Linked DNA regions of Mus musculus: all the other regions are linked to region 2. Evidence: chromatin contacts called from public HiChIP or PLAC-seq data. All regions are on one chromosome and are shown on one strand. Each heading gives the region's core, a stretch centred on a gene start, on an enhancer-like site or on the middle of the called end of the contact. The rest is flanking DNA. Distances are from core to core; before and after follow the strand shown.

What was found. HiChIP or PLAC-seq counts read pairs in DNA pulled down with a chosen protein or histone mark.
Region 1: a contact with region 2 is called in an H3K4me3 HiChIP or PLAC-seq map of embryonic basal ganglia, with 4 times the contacts expected there. The contact joins the enhancer-like site here to the promoter of Ptpru in region 2. A contact is called at or near these places in 10 of 39 promoter capture datasets (the 3T3-L1 cell line, the HPC-7 cell line, cranial neural crest and 5 more), 2 of 15 datasets of contacts at CTCF or cohesin (embryonic stem cells and stem cell-derived epiblast-like cells), 26 of 484 Hi-C or Micro-C datasets (the HPC-7 cell line, Sertoli cells, cardiomyocytes and 8 more), 17 of 115 datasets of contacts at active chromatin or transcription factors (a beta-TC-6 cell line, craniofacial prominence, embryonic basal ganglia and 8 more) and 3 of 9 other capture datasets (adipose tissue, embryonic stem cells and pancreatic islet).
Region 3: a contact with region 2 is called in an H3K4me3 HiChIP or PLAC-seq map of embryonic basal ganglia, with 3 times the contacts expected there. The contact joins the enhancer-like site here to the promoter of Ptpru in region 2. A contact is called at or near these places in 10 of 39 promoter capture datasets (the 3T3-L1 cell line, the HPC-7 cell line, embryonic stem cells and 4 more) and 8 of 115 datasets of contacts at active chromatin or transcription factors (craniofacial prominence, embryonic basal ganglia, embryonic forebrain and 4 more).

What each region holds. Positions count from the first base shown.
Region 1 is chr4:131,459,843-131,464,582 of GRCm38.p6, reverse strand. The region is part of intron 2 of Gm46723 (a long non-coding RNA gene); the gene reads right to left. It overlaps Gm35779 (a long non-coding RNA gene), which reads left to right. Exons shown (of 8, transcript XR_390804.2): 6 at 4,203-4,442; 7 at 4,562-4,664. Among named protein-coding and RNA genes, the nearest start is that of Gm46723, 5.8 kb to the right of the region's middle. Within about 2 kb of position 2,757, at least 19 of the 459 cell types and tissues checked have an H3K27ac peak or open chromatin away from gene starts, as enhancers often do. A contact at or near this core is called in embryonic basal ganglia, embryonic forebrain and pancreatic islet, where this site is marked.
Region 2 is chr4:131,835,577-131,839,754 of GRCm38.p6, reverse strand. Ptpru (protein tyrosine phosphatase, receptor type, U) reads left to right here and starts at 1,477. Exons shown (of 31, transcript NM_001083119.2): 1 at 1,477-1,671. The coding sequence starts at 1,599.
Region 3 is chr4:131,338,915-131,343,648 of GRCm38.p6, reverse strand. No RefSeq gene overlaps it. Among named protein-coding and RNA genes, the nearest start is that of Gm35634, 68 kb to the left of the region's middle. Within about 2 kb of position 2,393, at least 10 of the 459 cell types and tissues checked have an H3K27ac peak or open chromatin away from gene starts, as enhancers often do. A contact at or near this core is called in embryonic basal ganglia, where this site is marked.

The DNA.
Region 1 (4,740 bases), core at 1,508-4,007, 380 kb after region 2:
CTACATCTGTCTGCATTCTACCATTCTTCCTGCTATGCCAATACTGTACCTCTGAAACTGTAAATCAGCCCCAATTAAATGCTATCCTACATAGGAGTTGCCTTGGTCATGGTGTCTCTTCACAGGAACAGCACAGTGACTGACTTACCAATTGAGCGATCCCCCAGCCCCAATTTTTTGTTTTTATCTTGAGTCCTTGCCTCAGATGAAGTAGGTTTTCACCAGTACCTATGACAATATTTTCTTTGCTCTCCTCTCTATACATGGAGGCCTATGGCTACTCAAGGACACTGGGAGGTGGGTGTGCTGCTTACGTTTGTTTATTTGTTTGTCTGTTTTTGTCAACTTAACACAAACCTGGAGGTAACCTCTACTGGGAAAATGTCTCCATCAGATTGCCTGTGAGCAAATCTGTGAGTCAGATTTTTGTATTAATGATGGATGTGAAAGGACCCAAGCCACTATGGGTGGTACCACTTCTGGGCAGGTGGTCCTGGGTGGTGTAAGAAAGGTTGAGCAAGCTCTGAGAAGCAAGCCAGTAAGCAACATTCCTCAGTGGCCTCTGCTTCGGTTCCTGCCTCGTGGTTCCTGCCTGAGTTCCTGCCCTGGCTTTTCCTTTATAATGAACTCTGATCCAACACATCATCCAAAAAAAAGGAAGGAAGAAAGGAAGAAAGAAAGAAAGAAAGAGAGAGAGAGAGAGAGAGAGAGAGAGAGAGAGAGAGAGAGAGAGAAAGAGAAAGAAAAAAGAAAAGAAAAGAAAAGAAACAAGACAACCACAAACCAAACCAAAAAACATCTCCCCCCAAATTCCAAACCTTTCCTCCCCATGTTGCCCTCAGTCACCATGCTTTATCACAGTACTAGAAAGAGAACTAAGACAGTGAATTCTTTGGAATTTCCAGTGTGTCACAGCCATTGCCTAAGTGGTCACTGGGGGAAGTTTCTTTTTGTCCCTTGGCCTTCCCTGGGAGGCCCCAGTGAGATTTTGTATGAAGCAAGCTCACTGCATCCTGGCCATCCTGAGTCTGAGTTGGTGTTGCATGAAGAAGTTCACTACTTAGAGGCAGATGGCCAGCGTTCAAGAGACACCAGGCAGATCATGTCCTGGTTACATCACCTCAGAGAGAGCCTGAAGGCAGATGTCCTGGCCTTGGTACCCTGAGGCAAGAGCCTAAAGCATTGGCCATCTCCAGGACAGAAGAGGCTGGCTCACATAACCAGCCCCCACCTGGCTCCAGGAGACTCTCAGCATAGTCTGTAGATTCCTGAGACCTGTGAGCAGGAAAAGACTCAATTCAAAGTCACTTGGAGAACTTTGAAGGGGGAACACCCCCGTAACTTAGCTTTTAAAAAGTTGACTTGCTTCTCATTTGGGGCTAATGTGGCTTCTGTGTCATTGACTTCAGCTTAGGACATTCCTCTTCACAGGGTCCCATCCTTTTCCCAGGCCCTATTGCCAACAGCAAAGTAATAATGTCTGACCTTCTTGTCCTGGCATCTGCCATAGACTCTACTTTCTATTTTCCATACCTGGTAAGGTGCTACCCTTGTTGTCCCCACCAGCTGCTCTCTTGTTAAGCATGTATGTGCCTTACACACACAGGTGTGTGCACCAGCACATTCATATCTATGGCAAACCACGCGCATACATGTATGCATTCCAGCCTTATGTACATACATGTGCATGTGTGTGTGCACATCTATGGCAAATACACGTACTTGCAGATGTATATGCTCAAGCACCAACCTTATGCACACACACACACACACACACACGTGTGTGTGTTCATACCTATGGCAAACATGTATACCTGCAGACAGGCATCTTCAAGGACACTCACTACTCCACTCACACAAGTTCTCCCATCCTTCCTCTTTGGATCTTCCCAGTGTGAGAGTCCCACTTCCAATCTTATGTCCATATCATGAGGCTAAAGGAGAGTGGGCCTGAGCTGAATTAAATTCTAATCATCTCTGGAAGGAAGCCAATATCACAGGGGATAATGACAATGATTTAAAATGTTGAATGCCTGAGTGAGGGAGTGGGTGGTGAGTGGGTGGGAGGTGGATGCTAAGGGACATTGCAGGAAGAGAGGGTCTTGGTATATAGATCCTGTTCCAAGCTCCACATCCCCAAAGTCTCCATGCCCATGTGGGAATCTCTGGGGAGAGGGGGGGGTTCCCACCACGTGGCCCACATCTGTTGGGGCCTCAAGGTTCTTGAGGAGCTGAGCTGAATTCAAGCTCCAGTCCCCTATCCCCGGTCATGTGATCCTACATGAGAGAAATGTAGTCCTCCTGTAGCAGGCCGGTTCTCCCTTCTGCAGACCGGAATCTGGACAGGATGAATGTGGAACCCCGTGCAAAAACCATTCTGGGGACTACAGGACCCTGGCTCAGCCGCTGGGATTTCTGATCCAGCTAAAACCTGGGGCCCGCCGTGTCCAGCCATGTCCAGCATGGCTTCCTCCCCTGCATCCCAAGTAGAGCTATGGCGTGCAAGCGAGACTTCCCTCACTCCAAACCAGCCTAGCCTGCTCCAGAACTCCAAGCCGAAGGAACAGAGTGAGGCTCTCTCTTCTCAGCGAATGCTTAATGGGCCCCAGGCTGGGCAGACTTGACAGTTGTAATGAAATCGGTTCATTACACCCTCTACACAAGAGCCGCTTAATGAACATGCAGCCCAAGGCACTGAGGCCTCTAAGCAAATGCAAATGGAACTATGTACACGGCCATTTAATTAGCAGGGAGTGGAGGCAATGGAGAGAGAGACACCAGAGGGTCAGGGGGCTGGGAGGAGAAAGGTGTCAGGAGAGGGGTAGAGGGGGTGGGGAGGAAAAGAGAGAGTGAGCTGGAAAGGGGATGGTACCTGGGAGGCTGGGGAGCTGGGGGCATGGTCAGCTTTCCCCTGGAAGGCGAGGATCCCAGGCCCTTGTTTTTGTTACATATAGCACTGGGGGCTGGGGAAGCCACCATGGAAGAAGACACATGAGGTCCTGCCTCCCTGGGATTCACAGTCTGATGGAAGAGGCAGGCATTCCGCAGAGCATCCAATCGAATCAATGACCCCTGGAAGCTTAGGTGAGCTTCCACTGTAAGAGCCTGCTAAGGGATAGGCAGAGCCCTGGGGCTGGTCTCATCTCCCAGTCACAGCTGGCTGCAGGCCTGTGGCAAGTGAAATAACTTTCTATGCTCTTAGTTCCTGTCTATTAAACGGAGATCCTAGACAACTGCCAAGAACTAATTGTTTATTAATAGACTGCCATCCTTACAAAAGTGTCTAGTATACAGTAAGTACCCAATAAATGCTTGCTATTATCTTAAAAGCTATAAATGGAAAGGAGAGATGAGAAGCCCTGATCTTGATCAGTAAATTAGAGTGCTTGTCCCCTTGGCGGTGCCATGAAACTGAGTGCTGAAGAAGGCCAGAAGTTGGCCATATTGTATGTGAGGGTCCCCAGAAGCCATACTTCCTTCCTTCCCTCCCTCCCTCCCTCCCTCCCTTCCTCCATCCCTCCCTCTCTCCCCTCTGCCCTTCCCTTCCTCTCTCCCTCCTTCTTTCTCTCCCTCCCTCCCTCCCTTCTTTCTTTCCTTCCATCTCTCTTTTTTTCCCTTTCTTTGAAACAGTGTCCCCTGTAGCCCAGGCTGCCTTTTAACTCCCTATGTAGCCAAGGATGACCTTGACCTTCCCAAATGCTAGGATCACAGGCATGTACCGCCATGCCCCATCTCAGGTTGTACGTTTTTCTGGGGATCTAACCAGAGCTCTGTGCCTACTGGGCTAGTCCTCTACCAGCTGAGCCATATCACTAGCTCCCAGCCCCCACCCCCCTTTTGACTCATTCCCTGTCAGCAGGACTGAGTCCAAGTTTGTTCTCCAGAGTGAACAGGCCTGGAAAGCACTGTACAGGCCACATAGATTGATAGTTAGGACCAGGAAGAAGTGGGCATCTGGGGCCACAGGTTCTGTAACAGGCCTCTGGGGAGGGAGGGACAGCACAGGGCAGTGGAGCAAGGTGATAACCACCAGGCTCTCCAGCTGAGAACCAGGCCTCCAAGACTCCAGTCTCTAACCCATCTCTTTCTGACTGTAGCTATTCCCCCGGGGCACCCAAGCAACCATGTGACCCTCCTCTTGACCCCAGCAGCTCTGAGAAGTGACCAAGAGCTTGTCTGTCCCTTCCTCCACCTCCATATAGGAATGCCCTCTCTTGGCCGCCTCTTGCAGAGACACAAGATATCAAACTTGTGACAAGCCCCACCGCCCCCTCCTTCCCAACCCTGGGCTGGAACCCCCTTGGGAGAGTCCCTGAACATCAGCTGCCTGCACTCCTCTGCGCCTGATCTTCCCAGAGCAAAGAAGCACCTACCCCCACCCCCCACCCCACCATCCAATTAATGCAATTAGAAGCAGTCAGGTTGTGGGATCTGTGAGCACGGTGAGTGACTGGGAAAATTACCTCCCTGCAAACATCTCAAATTTAATTTCCTTCCATAATCTACAAACTAAATAAAGAAAGATAAACTTTGTGCTTGCTCCCTTCCTCTCTTCCCACAGCCTCACCAGCTGGCCCGAAGGAGTCATGTGACTGGGCCCTTTCACCAGGGCTCAGCACAGGGCAGTCATGGATGCGCACACATATTCAGGTCTGCACGTGTATGTAAGTTCCCCCACACCTATGCCCCCACATATATGAATGTACAAACATCCATGGACACACATGTCTATATATGCAC
Region 2 (4,178 bases), core at 228-2,727:
GGGTCACATCCTTGGCAAAGGCGTCTGTCTTGGACTGTCTTTTCTGAAGCGTGACCCGACCCCCCCCCCCCATCTTTTAGTGTTCCTTGTTGCAAGAGCTTCATTTCCTTGAGGGCGCATGCCTCAGACTGAAGTTCCATATGTATTTATTTATCTGCGGCATGAAGTCTTCGTGAGAGCAAGGGCCCTCTCTGTAAGTACTCATCTATCAGTTACCCGCTCATTCATTACTCATCGAGTATGCGGGATACCAGGCCCCGGGGGAAAAAGCTTCCCTAGGGGGACACACATTCTAAACATGGGGGATATATACCAAGTCCATCACATAGCAGGCAGTCTGTTTAGAAGTGCAGCGATCCACTTTCCCTACTGTAGGTTCCAACCCCCCCCCCCACCCTCTCCTGCATCTTCCTCCTGAATGTAAGCTTCATGAGGGTGGGGATTTTAAAAAATATTTAAATTATATTTAAAATATAATTTTATATTTTATAAATATACACGGCCAGAAGTGCTGGTCTGATGCGCAGTTACAGGTGGTTGGACAAGGGTGCTGGGGATCCATCCTGAGCCCTTTGCAAGAGCCGCGTGCACGCACCTAACCACTGAGCCGTCTCTCTAGCTCCCGGAGATCAAGCCTTTGTTTTTTAATCTCCTCGGTAGTCTACAGTCATCACTGAACCAACAAGCCCATATCTATTCAGTATTTGAGAAGCAAATGGGTTTCCAGATGTGAGTCGGTTTTTGTTCGTTTGTTTACACATTTCGAACCAGACAACCTTGATTCAGATCTTGGTGTCGCCTCATACTGACACATAATCTTGAAAAAGTCACGCTCTATGATCTCAACTTTCTCAACTGTGTAATGGCATTAGAATGGTGTGTGTCCCCTAGGGCAATAGTGAAGATGAACAGAGTCCCAGAGAGAGGCACACATGGCACCTGGTCTTAAGTAGCCACTGACAACTATGCTGGTGGTTGTGCAAAAACTTGGACGGGGCAGAGTTCCAAATCTACTTACTCCGAGTAGCCGGAGGCTACTGTAGAGGCACGAGCGTCAGTAAGAGAGAAGTGAATTTCATATTACTGAAAGTAAACGGCAACATTCCAAAGGCCCAACAACGTTTCAGGTAGATGAAGAGTGCTCTGTCATTGGAGGGAGCTGGGAGTTTATGTTCAGAGTAGTCAAGGTAGGAAAAACTTAAGCAACTGAGGGAACAGAGGAGCCAAGGGTTCCTGGGTTACAGTCTCAGCCGTGGGCAACGGATGCGTTGAGAGTGCCGACCTGAACACCGGCACCGGCCGATGGATCTTGTCGACGGGGTGCGAGAGTGGGGGATGGGCACGCCAAGGCCGGCGGGCCCAGGGAACCGGGCCGCAGCGCGCGACACCACCAGCAGGGGACGCCTCGAGACCGCGGAACTCGCGCCCGGGGGCCTGACGTCAGCGCCCCGCTCGTTCGGGCTCCCGCTCTGGACTCGGCGCCAGTCCCGCTCCGCGCGGCACTGCTCCACTACGGCTCCCGCTCGCCTTGGGCTCCCGGTCGGGCTCCGGAGGCGTCGCCTCCCCAGCTGCGGGTCTCCAGGACCTAGGCGGCGGCCATGGCCCGGGCTCAGGCTCTGGTCCTGGCGCTCACCTTCCAGTTCTGCGCGCCTGAGACCGAGACTCCCGCAGGTAAGCGCGCGCGGTCCCTCCAAGCTTATCCCGCGAGTGCCCGGGGGGCCGGGGATGGCTTGTCGCTGGTGTCGGAGTGCTCCAAGCTTCTGTGGCCGCTGTGTCTGTAGTTTGTGTGCAAACTGAGGTTGAGTGTGTACCGCGGATGCGAGTGTGCTGGTGTGAGTGTCGCCTGCGTGGAGCACCGGGTGTGCGCTGGCTCATGTTTGTCCACGCTGCCAAGTGGGTTGTGTATCTGAGTTTCAGTGGCTTGGCTAGAGTTGCGTCTGATCCTGTGTTGCATTTGTTGGCTTTTTTTTTTGTATTCCCTAGGCGGGAGTACTGTTTGTTGCTGGTGCGTTTGAAAACCCGCGTGTTTGTTTATGCCTGTGCTGTGAGGACTCGGTGGATTGTGCCCAAGTGTGGGCCCGAGTGTGTGTGGTGTGTGTGTGTGTGTGTGTGTGTGCAGTCGTGGGAACCGGGTCGGAACCTGTGTGAGCTCTGTGCCCACGAGTGACCCTGTGGGAGTATTTGGGGTGTACGATGCTGTGTGGGTCCGTGTGAATGTCAGGGATGCGGGGAATACGTATGGGGGAGCGTGTCTGGAGTGGATGTGAGTGTGTCGGTGAGCGATGGTTTCGTGGCTAGGGACGCTGCGAGCTTGGGGTGCTCCTAGGCCGTGGTCGAGTGTGGCCGGGACCCGAGGGTGTGTGTGCATGTGTGTGTGCATATGTGAGTGTATGTGTGATCGCGCGCGCGCGTGTGCGTGGCGCACCCGGCCGGAACAAGTTGTCGCGGCGGCGTCCCCCGGAGGCTGGGGCGGCCCTGCGGCTGGCGAGGGAAGGAACGGGGAGAGACGTGGCTGTAGCCGCCGACTCCGACATTTCGGGCGGTTTGTTGTTTCGCAAGTTCCGAGCGGCGCTGGCTGGCGGCTGATCCGAGGAGGCGCCAGGGCCGCGGGGCGCCCGGGATGGGGAGGGCCGTGGGGCGCACCCGGTTGCGGGCGGGGCTGCGGCGTCGGGGCCCCCGCAGGGCCTGGCTGGAGGCCTCGGGACAGCGTCCCCATCGTAGCTCGTCAGAGGCGTTGGGGACGCCGCGGTCCCCGGGGACGCTGCCTGCGTCTGCTTTGCAACTTTGTGCGGCCTCCCGGCCAGTCGGGCACGCGCGTGCGGACGTGTGTGTGTTGTGTGTGTGTGCGTGTGTGCGTGTGTGCGTGTGTGTGTGTGTGTGAATGTGTGCATGGGCCTCCCCCTCGGCCTGCGGTGAGATCCCGTGCTTGAGTGTGCTTTGGAGCCTGGTGTCCTATGGAGGGTGTGTGCGTGTGCGTGCGTGCGTGTGTGTGTGTGTGTGTGTGTGCATTCCCATGTCTGAGTGTGTGTCCAGTGACTGTCTGTGCGACCGCGAGCGCATCGCATCGTGTGCTCTGTGAATGGAGTGTCAGTGTGCTTCTGTGTGTGCGCGCGCGTGGTCCACCGTCCTTTCCTGAGGCCTGGACCTCAGGCCTCGGCCCCTCTGGCGGGCGTGTGCCGGTCCTCTTCCAGGGTTTCCTCCTCCCCTGGCTCCCGCCACCGGCGTGAGGTAGCTGGGAGTCGCCCCGGGTGGAAGCAGAGCCGAGACACGCGCTGCCGCCTTGGGCCCAGGGAGAGACTCCAGGTCGCCTGCCTGCCCCAGACAACTGGCCTCCGGGGATCTCGTTCACCGCCCCGCCCCCGCTGGGGCGTCTCGGGAGCTGTCCTGGTCTTGCCCTGCAGCTTTGGGGTTGTACTGCTCAGCTTCAGTTTTGACCTCCTGGTATCAGAGAGGGTGATCCAGGCAACCTGCCTCTTAGACCTTTCTCAGGGCCGCGGGGCGCCCGGGATCTTTAAGATAGAACCCTTTTCATTCCCTCACTCGATCACCTTGATTTGAGAATACACACGATCATCAATTGCCCTGGTAGTAGACTGTCAGGATCAAGGTTTGAGAGTGAGAACTGCTGCAGGTTGTTCTCATTCTTGAGCCTCAGTTTCTCCGTGTGCTTCATGGTCTTAATAATGACCGCGTGTGATACTTGGTAGAATGTTAAGTCCCCTACTGAGAAGCTGAGGAGAAGATGGGTTGGGGGTGTGTGTGTGGCAAAACCCTAGGGGCTAATTTGAAGTGTGTGTGGGGGGGGGGGAGGGGGCAACACGGGCTCAAATTCTGTCTCGGCTACTTGTTGTGTGTGACCTTGGGTAAGTCACATTACTTCTCAAGTTCCTGTCACCTTTGAAACTTTTAGTATTAGAGAAGCTCTAGGCAGATGGGAGGTGGCAGCCCTCTGTCCTCAGTCTAGGGAGTGGATCCAGTCCCCTGCCTACTTCCTTAGTCACCCAGTGGGGGTCTGTGTGGGGTGACTCCCAGACGTGCACACCTGGCAGCAATTATCCCACTGTGCTCTGGATCGGTCTGTCCTTTTGGTCGCTGGAGTTATTGGGCAGCAGGAATGAGGGAGAGGTGCCCTGTGGTTTCAGGTTAGGCAACAAGGGCTTGTCAAGGCAGCCTTCTCT
Region 3 (4,734 bases), core at 1,144-3,643, 500 kb after region 2:
AAAGAACAACAACAAAAGGCATATTTGAGTTATGGTCAGGTGACCGCTGATCAGGATTTCAGTAGAATGAGAACATTGGGTGAGGAGGGGCACGGGCATAGCATTACAGGGTCTAGAGAGTTGTATGGTACAGGCACAGGCTCTACAGCCAGTCTCTATGGCTGGGGGCTCTACCATTGAGTCTTTTCTTCTGGGTGAGATGACCGAGGCCACTGACCCAACCTAGGTCCGAGGGACAGTGAGGCCATCAGAGTGCTGTCATGCTTGGTGAGGTGGCAGGGTATGTCTCAGGGAACACTTGTGTTTGGATGTTCAAATGGGAACAGGAGGAGGTGACATTTAATGCCCATCACAGAGATGTCAGAACACAGCCCATCTGGTGGGTTTCCAGCCCACCTTTCCACTCATGAAGAGACAAGAGGCCTCTAGCCTCAGGCCAGGCATCCTGCCCACTATATGCTCTGGCTCTAGTAGAAGGAAACTCCTCCAGGATGGACTGGGAGATGTGGCATGGCATGTTGGAATCTGTTTGGAAGTGTCCCCAAAGTGTCATGCTAAGGGCTGATTCCCAGTAAGGCAGCATTCAGAGGTGACTGGGCCATGAGGCCTCTCACATCATGAGAGGATCAATCTGTGGATTGGTCCACAGCTCAGTGGACTGTTGGGAGGTGATGAAAGCTTAGCTGGTGAGTCCAGGTTGGAAGTAATAGATTGCTGGCCTCCTCCCTTCCCCTTCCCCTTCCCCTTCCCCTTCCCCTTCCCCTTCCCCTTCCCCTTCCCCTTCCCCTTCCCCTTCCCCTTCCCCTTCCCCTCCCTCCCCTCCCCTCCTCTCCCACCCCTTCCCCTCCTACCCACCCTCACTCACCTTCCCCTCCCCACATCTCTTTCTCCTCTATTCCCTCTCCTCTTCCCCCATCCTCTCTATTTCCTCCTCTCCTCTCCTCTCCTCTCCTCTCCTCTCCTCTCCTCTCCTCTCCTCTCCTCTCCTCTCCTCTCCTCTCCTCTCCTCTCCTCTCCTCAACCACAGGCTCGGATAACCTATTTCTTGATACACTCAGTCTGCAGGATCCGGTTATTGACAACAAAAAGCAGACTACGCATCATGCACCTCATACCCACCAAAGGCGCTGATGGATGGATGGATGAACCAGGAACAGGGTACACCTGTTCATGGCTTTCCTTTGGGTTGTTGTGTTCTGGTAGAAGCTGTCTGAAGGGCAACATCCAGCCATTTGGGGGGATGTTCAGTGTCCGGACTCAGAAGCTAATAAACAAGTACAGCTAAATGCAGTCACCCTGGGGAAAACAAGCCAGGGCGGGAGGGGTTCTGAGGACCTTCTCCCGCTGTGTGGGACAAGATTCAGATCTGGGGTCTGTGTGCTTCCGAGAACAGTAGGTGCTGGCTCCTGGTATAGCCTCTATCTTTTCTCCACCCAGAAAAAGAACTACATCCCTTCCCAGAAGAACCCCAGGAGAGGTATGGGTGAGCCCCAACCCCATGCCTACCCATCTCCAAAGGGGCGTTTCTATTCTGAATCCCTCCTCTACATTCCAGCCAGATAGGATCTAGCCTGAAAGTTCCTTCTGCCTCCCCTCTGGGATCCAAGCTTTCACGGTAACTTCCATGGAGGCTTTGAGGGTGATTTTATAAACCAAGTCACATGGGGTCACTTACAATTCAGTGCGACTTTGGAAACCTTGAGTCACCAAACTGCACTGAGGAGGTGGCAAGAGCCCACAGGTCTGTCTGCTGCTTCCTCCTCTGCCACCTTTTGCTGTCTCCTCATTACCAGGACACATCACACTTCCTGGGTCCTTTGTTAATCCATCCGTCACTTCCTCACCACCTCAAGCTCTTCGAACACTCTGTTCCTGATACTTAGGTCATGCTGCCCTTCCTCAGGGAGTCAGCCAGCTCCTTTGAGGGTCAAGTTAAATACTAGCTCCTAATACTCCTCCCCTAGCTGTTAGTTCTCCTTATTATCCTCCCTCATGTCTCTTAGTACACTGACTGTCCTCACTGCAGAGGTGGTGACACATATTGTGTGCCTCTTGTTTGAGAGGTCAGATCCTTTACTGACTCTAATTCCCAGGAGGGCAGCTCCTTGCCTCAGTCGTATCTTGCTCCCTGCCACACAGACAATGCTCAGGAATAGCCCAGAGCAGTGTGTGAAATCTAAGATCAGCAGTGGAGAGAGAGAGAGAAAGAGAGAAAGGGCTGGGCTCTTTAAGCGAAACAGGGATAGCACAGTGGCAATGATTGTTTTTATTTGGGAGATGTTTTGTTTTATCTTTTAATAACTCTCGTCGCATAATCAGCTGGTAATTACAGCTTCCGCCTCTGGATTGTGCCTCCCTGGCTGTGCCGGGTGGTGGGAACTGGTTCATATTTAATCTGCCTTTGAGCGGGAGTGCTCCCAAGGGAGCTAGCTCTTGTGGGGTGTGAGGTTTAATTCTCAGGGATGTTAATTAGAACAAAAAACACCCGAGCTCCAAGCAGGGCTGCTGGGCCCCTGGTGACTAGAGCAGAGCCCTCCCCTGTCCCCCCCCCCCAGCCTGAATGCCTCCCCCACCTCCCACACACCCAGCACCACATCCACCTGCCTATTTCCCAGGTAATTCTCAGTCCTGCCCTGAACCGGGCAAAAGGCTGGCCCTTCCTCACCTAGGATGCCTCTGCCCATCTGCCAGGAAGCCACCCAGCCACCACCAGCTAAAGGAGACTTGACTAACACATGTAACTGTTGTGCTTCCAGCTTCCTGGACGCTCCAGGTAATGAGGAAGCAGAGGGTGGTGTGAGAGAGAAAGGCCGTTACTGACTAGTTCGCTCCATTGCCCATCCGAAGTGGACAGGGCTCCTCTCTACTCACCCCCCTCATCCTCTCCTCTCTCCACTGCCTGGGTCTGTTCTCACCAGTTGCGTTCCAGAGAGGAGCCCTACCCCGGGCCAGGTTGCAGAGACCAACTTTGAGCTGTGGTTCCCTCCATCTCTGGATGGCACTATGCTATAGGGCAGAGCGGGAGCCATGTTCACTAGTGGACAGGAGAACCCTGGTTTCTCCTCTCCCCATATGGGGTCCACTGCTTCCTTGGAATACATAATTTATAGTTATGTAGGGGAAGCCCAAAGCAAAGGCTGCTGAGACCCTCACAATGTACGGACTGTATGCACCTCTGTCCCGGGAGGAGAGAAGACTGTCCCTAGGAGGAGTGGGCTGGGAAGGAGGAATGAACTGTGAGAAACCAGGATTCTTCAGTCCTCTTAGTGAACATGGCTCCCCTTCCACCCTATAGCAAAGGGTCTTCCAAGATGGAAGGAATCGAAGCTCAATGTTGGTCTCTGAAACCTGGCCAGGGGCAGGGCTCCTCTCTGGAACTAAGCTGCATGAAATGGGTGATGAGGAAAGGAACCCTTGGGGAGTCTCAGACGCCACATGCGGAGACAAGCTCTGATCCTGAGGGTTGGGGACAGGAAGTTCTGGGGAGACTGTTTGGGGGGTTTATTATTTACTTATTTATTTTATTATTTTTTATATATTTGCTTTTACTTTTGATTTTATCTTTGAAACAGAGTCTTATTTCATACACCAGGCAGGGCTTGAAGCCAGAGATCTAGCTGCTTCTGCCTCCCAATTGATAACTGCTGGGATCAAAGGTATCTATGCATCATCATGCACCTGGTTTAATATATTTAAAGAATTTCATATGTGAGAATACTATATTGATATCATTTATATCCTTCTTCTCCCTAAACTTTTTCTCCATCTCTTCCTTAATCCCATTCCCTCTCAGATTCATCATACATACATACATTATACATACATCATATATATATATATATATATATGAACCTATTGTGTCTGTTCAGTGTTTTCCACATGTACATGTGACTAATCACTTGGGATTGGATAACCTACCAAGGACAGCTTGTATTCCCCTTAAAGAAAGCTGATTCTCCCTCCTCCACAGCCATTGACTGCTTATAATTCATCTAGTAGGGAACCTTGTGAAATGTCCCCCACCCCTGTTAGTGTTTCAACTGATGCTGTCACCAGGGCCACACATTTTGGAATGGTGAAATGAAAAGAGGCTCACATGACAGGGAGCTAAGGAAACATGCAGTACTCAGGAAGGAAGTTCCTGAAGTTTAGGAGACTCACAAGCCTCTTCCTGAGATTATAAAGGTAGTAAACAATGCTAGAGAGGGGAGACTGAGCATCAGAGCTACGTGTAAGTTGTATAGGAAGCTTCAGGGATGCAGCTTTTGTGAGCTGTCACCATCCTGGGGTTGAAGTTTCATTAATACAGCTATCTTTGAGTTACCATCCATCATAGAGTATTGTAGTGACTTGAATATACTTGACCTAGGGAGTGGCACTATTAGGAGGTGTGGGCTTGTTTGAGTAGGTGTGGCCTTGTTGGAAGAAATATGTCTCTGTGGGCATAGGCTTTAAAAACCTTGTCTTAGCTGCCTGGAAGTCAGTCTTCTCCTAGCAGCCTTCAGATAAAGATATAGAACTCTCAGCTCCTCCAGCACCATGCCTGTCTGAATGCTGCCATGCTCCTGCCTGGATGATGATGGACTGAACCTCTGAACCTGTAAGCCAGCCTCAATTAAATATTGTCTTTATAAAAGCTGGCTTGGTCATGGTGTCTCTTTGTAGCAAACAAACCCTAACTAATACAAGTATCTTTGGGGGACTTCCAGGGTAGTTACCTTCTTCTACATGTTA